2 separate regions of the Triticum aestivum genome follow, and region 1 is linked to region 2. Evidence: chromatin contacts called from public Hi-C data. All regions are on one chromosome and are shown on one strand. The core of a region is the stretch at or near the end of the contact, and the rest is flanking DNA. Distances in the headings are between cores, read along the strand shown.

The links. Hi-C and Micro-C count contacts between places; a contact is called where the count stands out from the background.
Region 1: a contact with region 2 is called in a Hi-C map of leaf, with 6 times the contacts expected there. The contact joins the promoter of LOC123092125 here to the promoter of LOC123092124 in region 2. A contact is called at or near these places in 2 of 5 Hi-C or Micro-C datasets (both in leaf).

Annotation. Positions count from the first base shown.
Region 1 is chr4B:340,371,708-340,377,337 of IWGSC CS RefSeq v2.1, reverse strand. LOC123092125 (ADP-ribosylation factor-like protein 5) reads right to left here and starts at 2,974. Exons shown (of 3, transcript XM_044513806.1): 1 at 2,860-2,974; 2 at 2,546-2,778. The coding sequence starts at 2,737.
Region 2 is chr4B:340,023,839-340,029,529 of IWGSC CS RefSeq v2.1, reverse strand. It overlaps LOC123092124 (eukaryotic translation initiation factor 3 subunit I), which reads right to left and starts at 3,738. Exons shown (of 8, transcript XM_044513805.1): 1 at 3,216-3,738; 2 at 2,999-3,126; 3 at 2,321-2,440; 4 at 2,140-2,229; 5 at 1,523-1,609; 6 at 1,324-1,403. The coding sequence starts at 3,615. LOC123095303 (small nucleolar RNA U54) reads right to left here and starts at 920; the gene lies at 842-920. It overlaps LOC123095300 (small nucleolar RNA U54), which reads right to left and starts at 582; the gene lies at 504-582. LOC123095301 (small nucleolar RNA U54) reads right to left here and starts at 362; the gene lies at 283-362. It also overlaps the pseudogene LOC123095302.

The DNA of each region.
Region 1 (5,630 bases), core at 1,725-4,224, 350 kb before region 2:
CCCGAGCCTTCATCGCCTCCCAGTCGACAGGCCCCGAGAACGTCGTTGTCGAGGTGTGGCCTTTCACTGGAGTGATGGTTCCCGTGGACGGGTTTCGTGCCTCCTGCACGGAATGGGTGGTTGTCGGGGCCGTGGTCGCGAGAGACGTTGAGCTCTCCTGCACAGGCTCGACTCTTGCCGGCATCATTGCCGGCCCGCCATCCACGTCAGCCTGGACGAGGTTTGCTGTTGCCGCGGCTGCCTCATCGGCTTTCCTCTTGTGGCAATCCTGGATCCAGTGACCCGGCATGTCGCAGTAGCAGCACTTGCCACTGTTGCCAGCACCTCGCCCTGCCCGGCTTGGCTTGCGACCGCGGTTGCCGTCACCTCTCTGGGTGCGGCCTCCGCCTCTGCCGCGACCTCTGCTTCCCGTGGGGGCGCCTCCCCCACTGCCGGAAGAGCCGTCATGGCCGCGCTGCTGAAGGCGTGCATCCCACTGCTCCAGGTGAGCAGTAGTTCGCCGCCGGCACGGTTGTTGGCTTCGTCTCCACGCTCCTCGACGACCTTGAGTCGCCCTACCAGCTCCTCGATCGTCATGGTGGAGAGATCCACCAGGCTCTCAATGGACCAGGCCAGTTGCTTGTACTGCCTGGGGACGACGCGAAGAAACTTGAGAATCACCATCTTGTTGTCAATGTGATCTCCGAGCGTTGCGAGCTCGTTGACGAGACCTTGCAGCCACAAGGCGAAGTCGTCGACTTGTTCACCGGCCTTGAACCGGATCTCCTCATACTGGAGGCGCAAGGTCTGGGCCTTCAACTCCCGTACACGCTCCACGCCGATGCGCAGAGTCTTGATGGTGTCCCATGCTTCCTTGGCCGTCTCCTTGGCGCCAAGGGTGAGCACCATCTCCGGTGGGATGGAGCGCAAGACTGCCTCCATCGACAACCGGTCCTCCTCGTACTCGACATCGCCGGTTTCCACGGCTTTCCACATATGCCGCGCCTCCATGATGACTTTCATCAGGACGGACCAACTGGGGTAGTTGGTCCGCGTGAGGAGAGGGAAGGAGGCACTGGACATGCCCACGTCTCGCACGGAGCGTGCCGCACCCAGCTCACCTCCCGCCCTGCCTCGCAGCGCGAGCACATCCGTCGCACGGGTCTCCTCAGCCGAGCTCTGCTCGGCGGTCTTGGAACCGTCGTCGGCGACGCCTCCTTTCGGCATATGCTTCGGCATGACCTGAAGCTCTGATGCCAATTGTTAGCCCAAACTACTAGTAACTAGCTCTCACTTGTACACTTAACAGAGGAGAACTAGCAAGAGTTTCAGTTTGCACACAAGCTGCTGCCGCACACACACATGAAGTGAGGAGCTCACGCACTAGCACTAGTAGAAGAAACTGGCTTGTTGTTTTGCTATTGCTCGGAGGAGTGATTTACAACAGAGGTGCATATGCCCTTTTATAAGGATGCTTGCAAACTTGAGGCTGTACTATATGAGCTGTAGTATAATTCAGCTCAGCCTTTTTGACTAGATAAAGTCTAATACTAGTTCTCCACCTTAGGCTTTTTACTGGAGAAAGACTACTACTACTCATCGTCCACTACTCAGCTCCTTTCTAACCAGAGAAAGCCTCACGTTACTTAGCTACCTCAGGCTTTTGGACTGGAGAAAGCCTAGCTTAAGCAACGGCAGCTGTGTTCAATCCTGTAGACTGGGTTTGACACAACAGTTGGTGCCCAGGCCAATCCTGCTAGAATCTGATAGCCATTGTTTTGGTCAATACTGGCACCAATGTGCAATTGGAAATGGGCATACCAAAGGTTTGACAACATCTAAATAAATTTCAATTTTCTGGACATGGCCAGAAAACTAGTAGGCAACTAATGTATATATGTGAGACAGTTCCACTATTGTGTTAAATTTTGCATATGTACAACAAGCTTGACTTTCTTTTTCATATCCAATTGGATCATTTCCTTATTGGCATGTCTGTTCCGAACTTGAACAATTTATTAGTAGGGCAAAATATGGGTGCTCAGACATGTTCAGAAACAAACTATGAAAGTAGATCAAAAAGTTCCTGCTATAGGTAGAAGGTCCTCCTTTTACTACTAGTCTGGATGGAGGTACGTGGTATGTACCATCCTCAGCAAGTCAGCATAGTGACATGTAAGATAGGCAAATCTAAGCTACTCAATATATCTAACAGCAAGGAATTCATTATCTGCAATTTCGCTAAAGTGTTCACATGCCCATGGAGCTATGAACGTACACAGACCTACAGAGGCAACCAAGATCGCCTGCTGCTCATCGCTGCTAGAACTTCTCAAGGAAGAAACAAATAACTCTTTTGTATCTCCTAACCCTCTTCCCGAGACCAGATCTTTAATCTCAAGGAAAAAACATACAGCGCCGGATGCATGATATGTCATGCTTTCTGAGCACACGAACCATGGAGCAAGAAGCAGGATCTGAGTATACTGGCAACAGCAAATCTAGCCGCGCAAATTCGGATTCTAGCATCCAGACCGGGAGAAAAGGGAGGGGCTGGAGCGCTGACCTCGAAGCGTATATTCTTGAACACGACCTCCTCGACGTTGCTGCCGATGGTGGGCGCGGCGGTGACCGCCTCGCCGAGGTGGAGCTTGTAGAGCGAGGTGGTCTTTCCGGCGTTGTCGAGCCCCACGACCACGATCTTGTACTCCTTGGCCGGGAACATGAGAAACCAGACCCGGGACATCCAAGCCCCCATCCTTCCCCTCCCTCAAATCTGAACCTCGCTGGTGATCGGATCTACGAGGGGACAGAGAGGAGATTGAATCGGATTCGTGGAGGAAAGCGAGAAGGAAGAAGGAAAAGGTGTCGTCGCGCCACCTGCCGTCCGTGCGTGCCACAGCCGGGCTGTACCGAACCAAGACAGAAACTCGGGGGTTTTCTTTGTTTTTGTGTGAAACAGCAGGATTTGCCGTCCCTTAGGCGTTGTTTGGATAGTGAATTTTATCCATGGGTATATATAGTACGAGTTTTTAGCTGAATTTTCACAAAACCAGTTTTACAATATTTTTTATGGTTAACGAGTTTATAGAAAACTTTGTTTGGGTTAGCAAAAAATATAACCGGGCTGGTACAGTTCATTGTTTGGATAGCCAACTCTTATTTTTCTTTTGCTGTCAACCCGTGAGCCCGTGACCTTCTCCTTCTTCCCCTATCGTCCATTGACGAGAGTACATGACCAAACTCCAGATATGGTTCTTCCTCCGCCCAGGCTACTGCTCGCCTCCAGTCGGCCCGCAAGGCTGTGCGTGCTATCGACCGGCTATGGCTCTTTCCATGGCACCGAGGTCGTTGCTTCCTCCTTGCACATGCTCCATCTGGGTTGCGGCTCGCCTGCCCTCGCACCTCCAGCATGTGCGGGCGGCTGCCGGCGAGCGTTTACCTTGGTGGCCGAGGCCGTCTGTGATGCGAACGGAGCAGCCACACCCAGGCACCGCATAACTCGTGAGAATGCTCGCCGCCGTCCACCCTGACGTCCATGGCGGTCAGCCGCGCGGCGGTGACCATGCCGGTGCCGGAGCTCAGTCCATCACCTGCCTGAAGGTCAAATTGTTGCGCTCGTCTCGTGGTCACCAATGGAGCTATCAAACGACTTATACTCTTCCTGAAGCAAAACTAGAGCCAATGAAATGTTGAAGAACGAGAGAGATGTGGAGAAAAGTAGTTGTATCAGTATTTGTGAAACGCGATTTTGCAAAAACGACAAATAGTCGTTTTTCCACAAACCCGGAATCCTGGTTTTCTGGAAACTAAGTTCCTAAATCCATGGATTAGGTGGAGTAGCCAAACAAGGTTTTATACGATTAAACAGTTTTCGTAGTTTATAGAGATCTAGTTTTGTATATTCTTCCTATCCAAACAATGCCTTAGAGCATCTCTAGCACACGTGTATATCGCCGACCCGCAAAACTTATTTACAATTAATGTAAAAACGGTTTTGCGGGCCGGCATGGGCGCCGGCAGAGCAGACACCGCATAGTGAAACTGTAAAACGGTTACAGTTTCGCTATGCGGTGTCTGCTCTGCCGACGTTACAGTTTCGTTATGCGGTGTCTGCTCTGCCGGCACCCACGCCGGCCCGCATATCAGATGTGGTTTTATCTGAATTTGGCACATATGCCACATATGCAACTTGTACCTCCTTATAAGGGAGTTGGACTTCCCCACTTGGGGCACATATTCAGAATTACTAATTTAATATAAAAAACTATATATGCCAGCAGCCGAGTCGATGTCTAAATTTTTGCCACGCAATACGAGTATACAAAAGGTCATATCACGCCCAATATGTGATACTATCCTAAAGAGACTCGAAGGTCCCACCAAAGATAGAACCGCATATTGATACGCTTTTGCAAGGTGGATATCATTACATCAACATTACATAATAGATGGGGATACATACAAAAGGCATACAATGCCACACGAATACAACATCATCTTACGTAAGAGCACCATCCGACTATGGATGAAACACAAACAGAAACTCAAACGACATCCACCCTGCTAGCCCAGGCTGCCGACCTGGAACCTATCCCCTGATCGAAGAAGAAGCAGAAGAAGAACTCCAAAACAAGCAAACATCGCTCTCGCGTCATGATCATCGCATAACCTGTACCTGCAACTATTGTAGTAGTAATCTGTGAGCCACAAGGACTCAGCAATCCCATTACCATGGGTATCAAGACTAGCAAAGCTTGATGGGAAAGGAAAGGGTAAAGTGGTGAGGTTGCAGCAGCGACTAAGCATATATGGTGGCTAACATACGCAAATGAGAGCGACAAGAGAGCAAGCGGAACGGCCGTGAAGCTAGCAATGATCAAGAAGTGATCCTGAACTCCTACTTACGTCAAACATAACCCATAAACCGTGTTCACTTCCCGGACTCCGCCGAAAAGAGACCATCACGGCTACACACACGGTTGATGCATTTTACTTAAGTCAAGTGTCAAGTTATCTACAACCGGACATTAACAAATTCCCATCTGCCACATAACCACGGGCACGGCTCTCGAAAGTTTATACCCTGCAGGGGTGTCCCAACTTAGCCCATCACAAGCTCTCACGGTCAACGAAGGATATTCCTTCTCCCAGGAAGACCCGATCAGTCTCGGAATCCCGGTTTACAAGACATTTCGACAATGGTAAAACAAGACCAGCAAAGCCGCCCGATGTGCCGACAATCCCGATAGGAGCTGCACATATCTCGTTCTCAGGGCAACACCGGATAAGTCAAGCTACGAGTAAAATCAGCCCTCAAGTTTCCCGCGAGGTGGTCCCGCAGGTTGCTCGGTTCGAACCAGCACTTAGAGAAGCACTGGCCCGGGGGGCTAAAATAAAGATGACCCTCGGGTTGTCCGACCCAAGGGAAAGGTGTAGGTGGTGGTGAGGCAAATGGTAAAACCAAGGTTGGGCCTTGCTGGAGGAGTTTTATTCAAAGCGAACTGTCAAGGGGGTCCCATAAATCACCCAACCGTGTAAGGAACGCAAAATCAAGGAACATAACACCGGTATGACGGAAACTAGGGCGGCAAGAGTGGAACAAAACACCAGGCATAAGGCCGAGCCTTCCACCCTTTACCAAGTATATA
Region 2 (5,691 bases), core at 2,489-4,988:
GATAACAAGAACTGAAGCTCAAAGAAGAGCTGAAAAACCCTATTTCTCAAAAGCAACATATATGAGCGATCACAAAAGAAATATAATAGAAGTATCAAAAAAAAGGATTGGCAGCTCTCAGAAGTTTATTTTACAACATATTCAGAATAGCATATATGACCGAAGTATTGGACTCGAATACTGAGATGCCAAACCAGCTGGTAGAATAGAACAGAATGCACAAGAAAGCATGATCAAGAAATTGCAGGTTAGATCTGCCAAAATAAATTCTGGGGACCACATAGCTCTCATGTCCAACTTTTCATCAAAACAAGGCCAGCGTAGCGCATATTGCCAATGTAATTTGCCATAGTCACTGAGCAACATTATTACTAAACATGACAAAAGAGAGTGATTCAACAAGATAAAAGGTGTGAAGATAAGGCACCAAAATACAAAGGAGACAACATGTGCTCAAACAGATGGAAATGACAAGTATAATGTGATATAGGATTACTTCATGTAGCTCTCATATAAACTTTTCATCAAAATATGATCAGTATAGCGTATATTGCCAATGTAATTGGCTCTAATCACTGAGCTACATGTTGAGGAAAAAACATAACAGAAAAAATTAGGAAGGCAGGGCACAGGAACAAAGGAAACAAAATATGTCACAAACAGATAGCAAAGACAAGCAATGTGTGAAAAGCCAAAAGTCAATCCCCATGTAGAATTTACGATACAGAGGATGACTTAAGACTTAGGATGGAAGACAATAAAATGGTGATTGAGGATTACTTCACCATGATCTTCTCTCATTGAAGATAAATAAACATGAATAGAAAACAATAACAAGATCTGCTCTCATAACATGTGATGAAATCCTAAAGACCAGAATAGCGTATCACCATGAATCTACATGGCTTAATCATTGAGCAGATTTTAGCATACTCAGTGCAACAGAGGCATATTGCAAACCCAACGCGAGAGGCGCAATGTAAATATAAGGGATCAACATGAAATGCTCCCTCCGTCCCAAAATTCTTGTCTTAGATTTGTCTAGATACGGATGTATCTAACACTAAAACGTAACTAGATACATCCGTATTTAGACAAATCTAAGACAAGAATTTTGGGACGGAGGGAGTAGTAAACAGGGTTACTGAACACATATAATGTTCAAAATGAAGCTCTGATTTCTTAACATTTGACGACATCCTAAAGACTCAGAATAGTGTATATCGCCATGAATCTAAATGGAACAGAGGCATATCACAAACCCAAGCGCAGAGGCAAAATACAAACATAAGAAATCAAAATACAAACAGAGTACGAACTAACCTCCTCCCATCAGGATTAAATGCTAATGCATTGATAGGTCCAAAATGTCCTTTAACACCACCAATCTCTTCTTCTAAAATCTGAGATCGACAACAAAATCCTGTTACAAAGTTGACAATATATACACATACAGAAAGTAACTTCCCATAGGAAGTCAAAGAGCCATCTGTGTAAATATATGCAAAGGAATCTAGCTCACCTTGTGGAAAAATTTGGCCTCAAATTTACCCGCACGGCGATCTGTCATAGTAACATTCATAGCATCTTGGCCACCTCCAATAACCACCTAAGGATAGCAAAAAGTATGATGTTCAAAAAATATAAATACACATACAAATGAGTTTCCATAGAATAAATAACAAATAGACCATTATGATGTACCAATTTAGTTCAGAATCATGAATGCATGGGATGAGCATTAAACACAGATGCAGAAAAACTAAGATAACAAATATGCAAAGGAATCATGGTTTACACACTTTGCCAAACTTGGCCTTGATTAATAAGAGCAAGAAATCAAAGTTAGGAAATAGATGGGCAGGACAAAAATATGTGACACTCAAGACAGAGCACATACGCGGTAATCCTATCCAACTTCATTAATTACCCAGAGGCTGACTGCAAGGAGCACATTCTGGACCAAATTTATAGTCAATCCAAACTTCATAATTGCCCATGAAATATACAATTTTTACATATAAAAAGACCAAGAATTCAAGAGACAACCCCATGTGCTTTGAGAGAGCTTATATACTCAAATGCTTGCAGCAACTTAAGAACAATGGCATAGATAAGGTGACAGATACAGGAGCATACATGATCAAGAGTAGGAGATATGTCAACAGCATTAACCGGTCGCTCTGTGACATATGTCTTTATCAGGGTCAGTGTTCTTGCATCCCATAGCTGCGACATAGCAGATATGTCAGAAAAAACCATATATGTTAAAAAATAAAGTATGAACAGGTTATCAGGGCAGCAATCCCAAAAGTATCACCTTGGCAGATTTATCCAAGGAACCTGTGAGGAAATGAGACCAATCTAAGGATTTTGACAGTGAGCTAATTGCCTTCTGATGTCCAACCTCCTTGTCTGACTCCTTCAGCAGCTTTCCGGTCTACAATCCCAGAGAAAATAAAACATAAATGCACAACATCATACAAAATGGGAAAGCAACATTGTACATACTGATTTAATTAAACACCGGGCATGTACAACATACATTGAATGACGAGAGAGTGGCATGTAAACTTTGCAGGAGATAACCTATTGGTTCCTTCATTCTTTCTAATGAAAGACCCACGGAAAGAAAATTGCATTCTAGTGAGGGAAAGTACTCTAGTAAGGTGGACTAGAGTACTAAGCAGCCACAAGATATGGCCAGATTTACAGATACTAACTGTTTGCTGTGTCAATTCAAGGAGTTGTTGGCTATAAGAAACTCACAGAATCAGACCACATGACAAGGAAATTCGGGTCGCGTGTGAAATATAAAGCACTGAGCTCAAGTAACATTTTACATTACAACCACTACATCGACAATCATGCAACACTAGTTGCAAGTTCCTACCAAGAGCAAATTGCCACAGGTACATGGCACCAGACACCCTAATAGGCCACAGAATTAATAGCCAGCATGACTGAACAAGACTACGTGCAAGCTTGGGGTGCTAACCTCAGAGTCCCAGATGCGGATGGTGGCATCCTCACCGGCGGTGATGATGGTCCGGTTGCCGGGCCCCCACACGGCCCTGTTAATCCTCCCCGTGATGCCGGAGATCACAAGCGCTGACTCCTCCGTCTCTGCAAACCACAAACGCACACTATAAAATCCACATTCACGTCACAACTAGACATCTAGAAACTTCCAGGCGGAGAAGAGTAAACCGTACGGTCTTGCAGGTCCTCGGCGATGCGCTTGACCTGCGCGGTGGGCATATTCCCCATGAAACTGTCGGTGGTGATGACCGCCAGGTGGTCGCCGATGGCTAAGTCCACGGAGCGCGCGGGGGCGTCGAATCTGAAGGTGAAGAGCTCCTTCCCCGTCTTGACGTCCCAGAGCTTGGCAGTCTGGTCGGCGCTCCCCGTGATGAGACGCGTGGAGTGGCGGGAGACATCGCAGGACCATACCGCGCCGTTGTGTCCGCGGTAGGTGCCGAGGCGGTCGCCGTTGTCGGCGTACCAGACGGTGGGGGTGTGGTCTTTGGCGCATGAGAACAGCAGGTCGCCGTCCCGGTTGTACTTCAGGAACGTGAGCGGGCGCTCGTGCCCCTTCATGAGAATAGGCCTCATCTTGACGCTGCCGCTGCCGCCGGGAGGTGTAGGGTTGGGTAGGGTTAGGGAAGTGTGGGGATCTAGATCGTGCGTTGCGGCGGAGCAAAACCCTAGCTGCGCTTGGACAAGAGGCTTTGTGTGAGAAATCTACGCCGTTAGGCGGCTGTATTAAGCACGAAGGCTGGGCTGGGTTTCGGCCCAACAAGAACTACGGGCTGAAACACATGCGCCCAACGTTCGCACGTACATTTCCGCCAGCACGATCACAATGGGTCTTTTTTGGAGCTAACTAATTAACCAGCGCTCCTTTGAAAGACTGGCAACGATCAGCGCCATTTGACGCGCTCTTAGCCATTCGCCACGTGTCGCGCTCTGGATGCTCCCTCCGAATTTTATTTTTTTATTTTTTTGCACGTGTTTTCGGCTTTTTAAACGGTCTATTTTGACGTTTTGGTTTTCCACCGGTCTTCCCTAGCTTTTCGACCAAAAACTTTTTTTTGAAAAAAAATAATTTTTTCGAAAAAAACACATTTTTTTCGCGAGAGTCACGGTTTTGTTTTCGCGAGTCTTGGAAACGGAAAAAACGTGTTTTCTATTTTTTTTCCCTTTCGCGGAAGGCACAGTTTTGCTTCCGCGAGGGGCACGGTTGTGCTTTCGCGAGAGTCACGGCCATGCCTCCTCCGAAACGAAAAAAATACATTTTCTGTTTTTTTTCTTTCGCGAGAGGCACGGTTTTGCTTTCGCGAGAGGCGCGGTTGTGCTTTCGCGAGAGGCACGGGCGTTCCTCTTTCGAAAAGGGAAAAAAATGCGTTTTCTGTTTTTTTCGCAAGAGGGGTTGTGATTTCGTCAGAGACACGGGCGTGCCTCTTTCTGAAAGGGAAAAAACCAGTGTTCATGGTTCGGTTTTTTCGTCGGTTTTTTTCGTTTAGTTTTTTCGTGAAAAAAAGTTCGTCAAAACCTATCAACATAGGATCTAGTTTTGAAGATCTCGATGCGAGAAATCCAACGGCAAAAGCGGTTTGAGAGTTGGACGCACGGTTTAAAAGATAAAACGTTTTTAATAAACGGATCTACGAAAAAAAGAAAACTCTCAGGTTGCGATAAGTGGCGCACATACAGCACGCCACTTGTCACAACCTGAGAAGTTGGAGTGATCTCCGCAAGAGTACTCCTTAATTAGTGATTTCGGTCTTCTTTATGTACGGAAAATCAAATATTATTACGGCATTGTTACGCATCCGTCGGGTGATCTGGAGAATCGAACGTCGTGATGTTTCAACCAGCTTCCTCCTCTTCGTCTCACCCCTCGCTCCCGCACGATTGAAAATTTCACGCACAAAAAACCAAAAAGAACAAAAACAGACAATACAAATCGGAAAACCACCATCCACGCACGCAGTCAACCTCCATCCACGAGTCCACGACTCCACCCACATCCTGCGACCCGCCGCCGTCTCGATGACCCGTCACCCGCGGCTGTCTTACTGGACGAAGTATGGTTGGCCGCCACCGCCGTCTTCCTGGTTGACGGCGAGGTCCCTTGTCCTCGTCGTCCGTGCCCATCCCTGCCTCCCTATTCTTCATAGGAGCTCGACTTCTTCCCCTTCTCTCTTGCCGATCGGCGTCCTGGTGCGGCGGTGCCCCAGCGGCGCACAGGCTCAATGCCTCCAGGCACCCAGATCTGGCGCTACGAGCAACCCAAGGCTTCCACGACGTGTTGTAGGCGTACAAGTGCACGCCCCCACTCCACTCAATTGAACGTTGCATCCCATCGCCGATTGAGGAGTTGACCTGGAAGCCGTGGCAATTTCCTGGACACCGCCGCCACCAACGACAAGGACGCTACTGCTCTCAGTACACCAGGCTCCAGGGTCCTCCCATCGCCGATGGCTGCCCTCGGTGTTGTACTGCGCCTCCCTGACCTATGCTTCTTCGTAGGACACGGGAGATGAGCATGGTGTTCTCAACTGGCAGCTCCAGGTCTTCGGCAAAGCCATGATCAACAAGGTGGTTTTCATACTCAGTTGTCTGTATGATTCTGTATTCATGCCATTTGCACCAATGTTTCCTTCCTATAGCACTGAGCACCACATG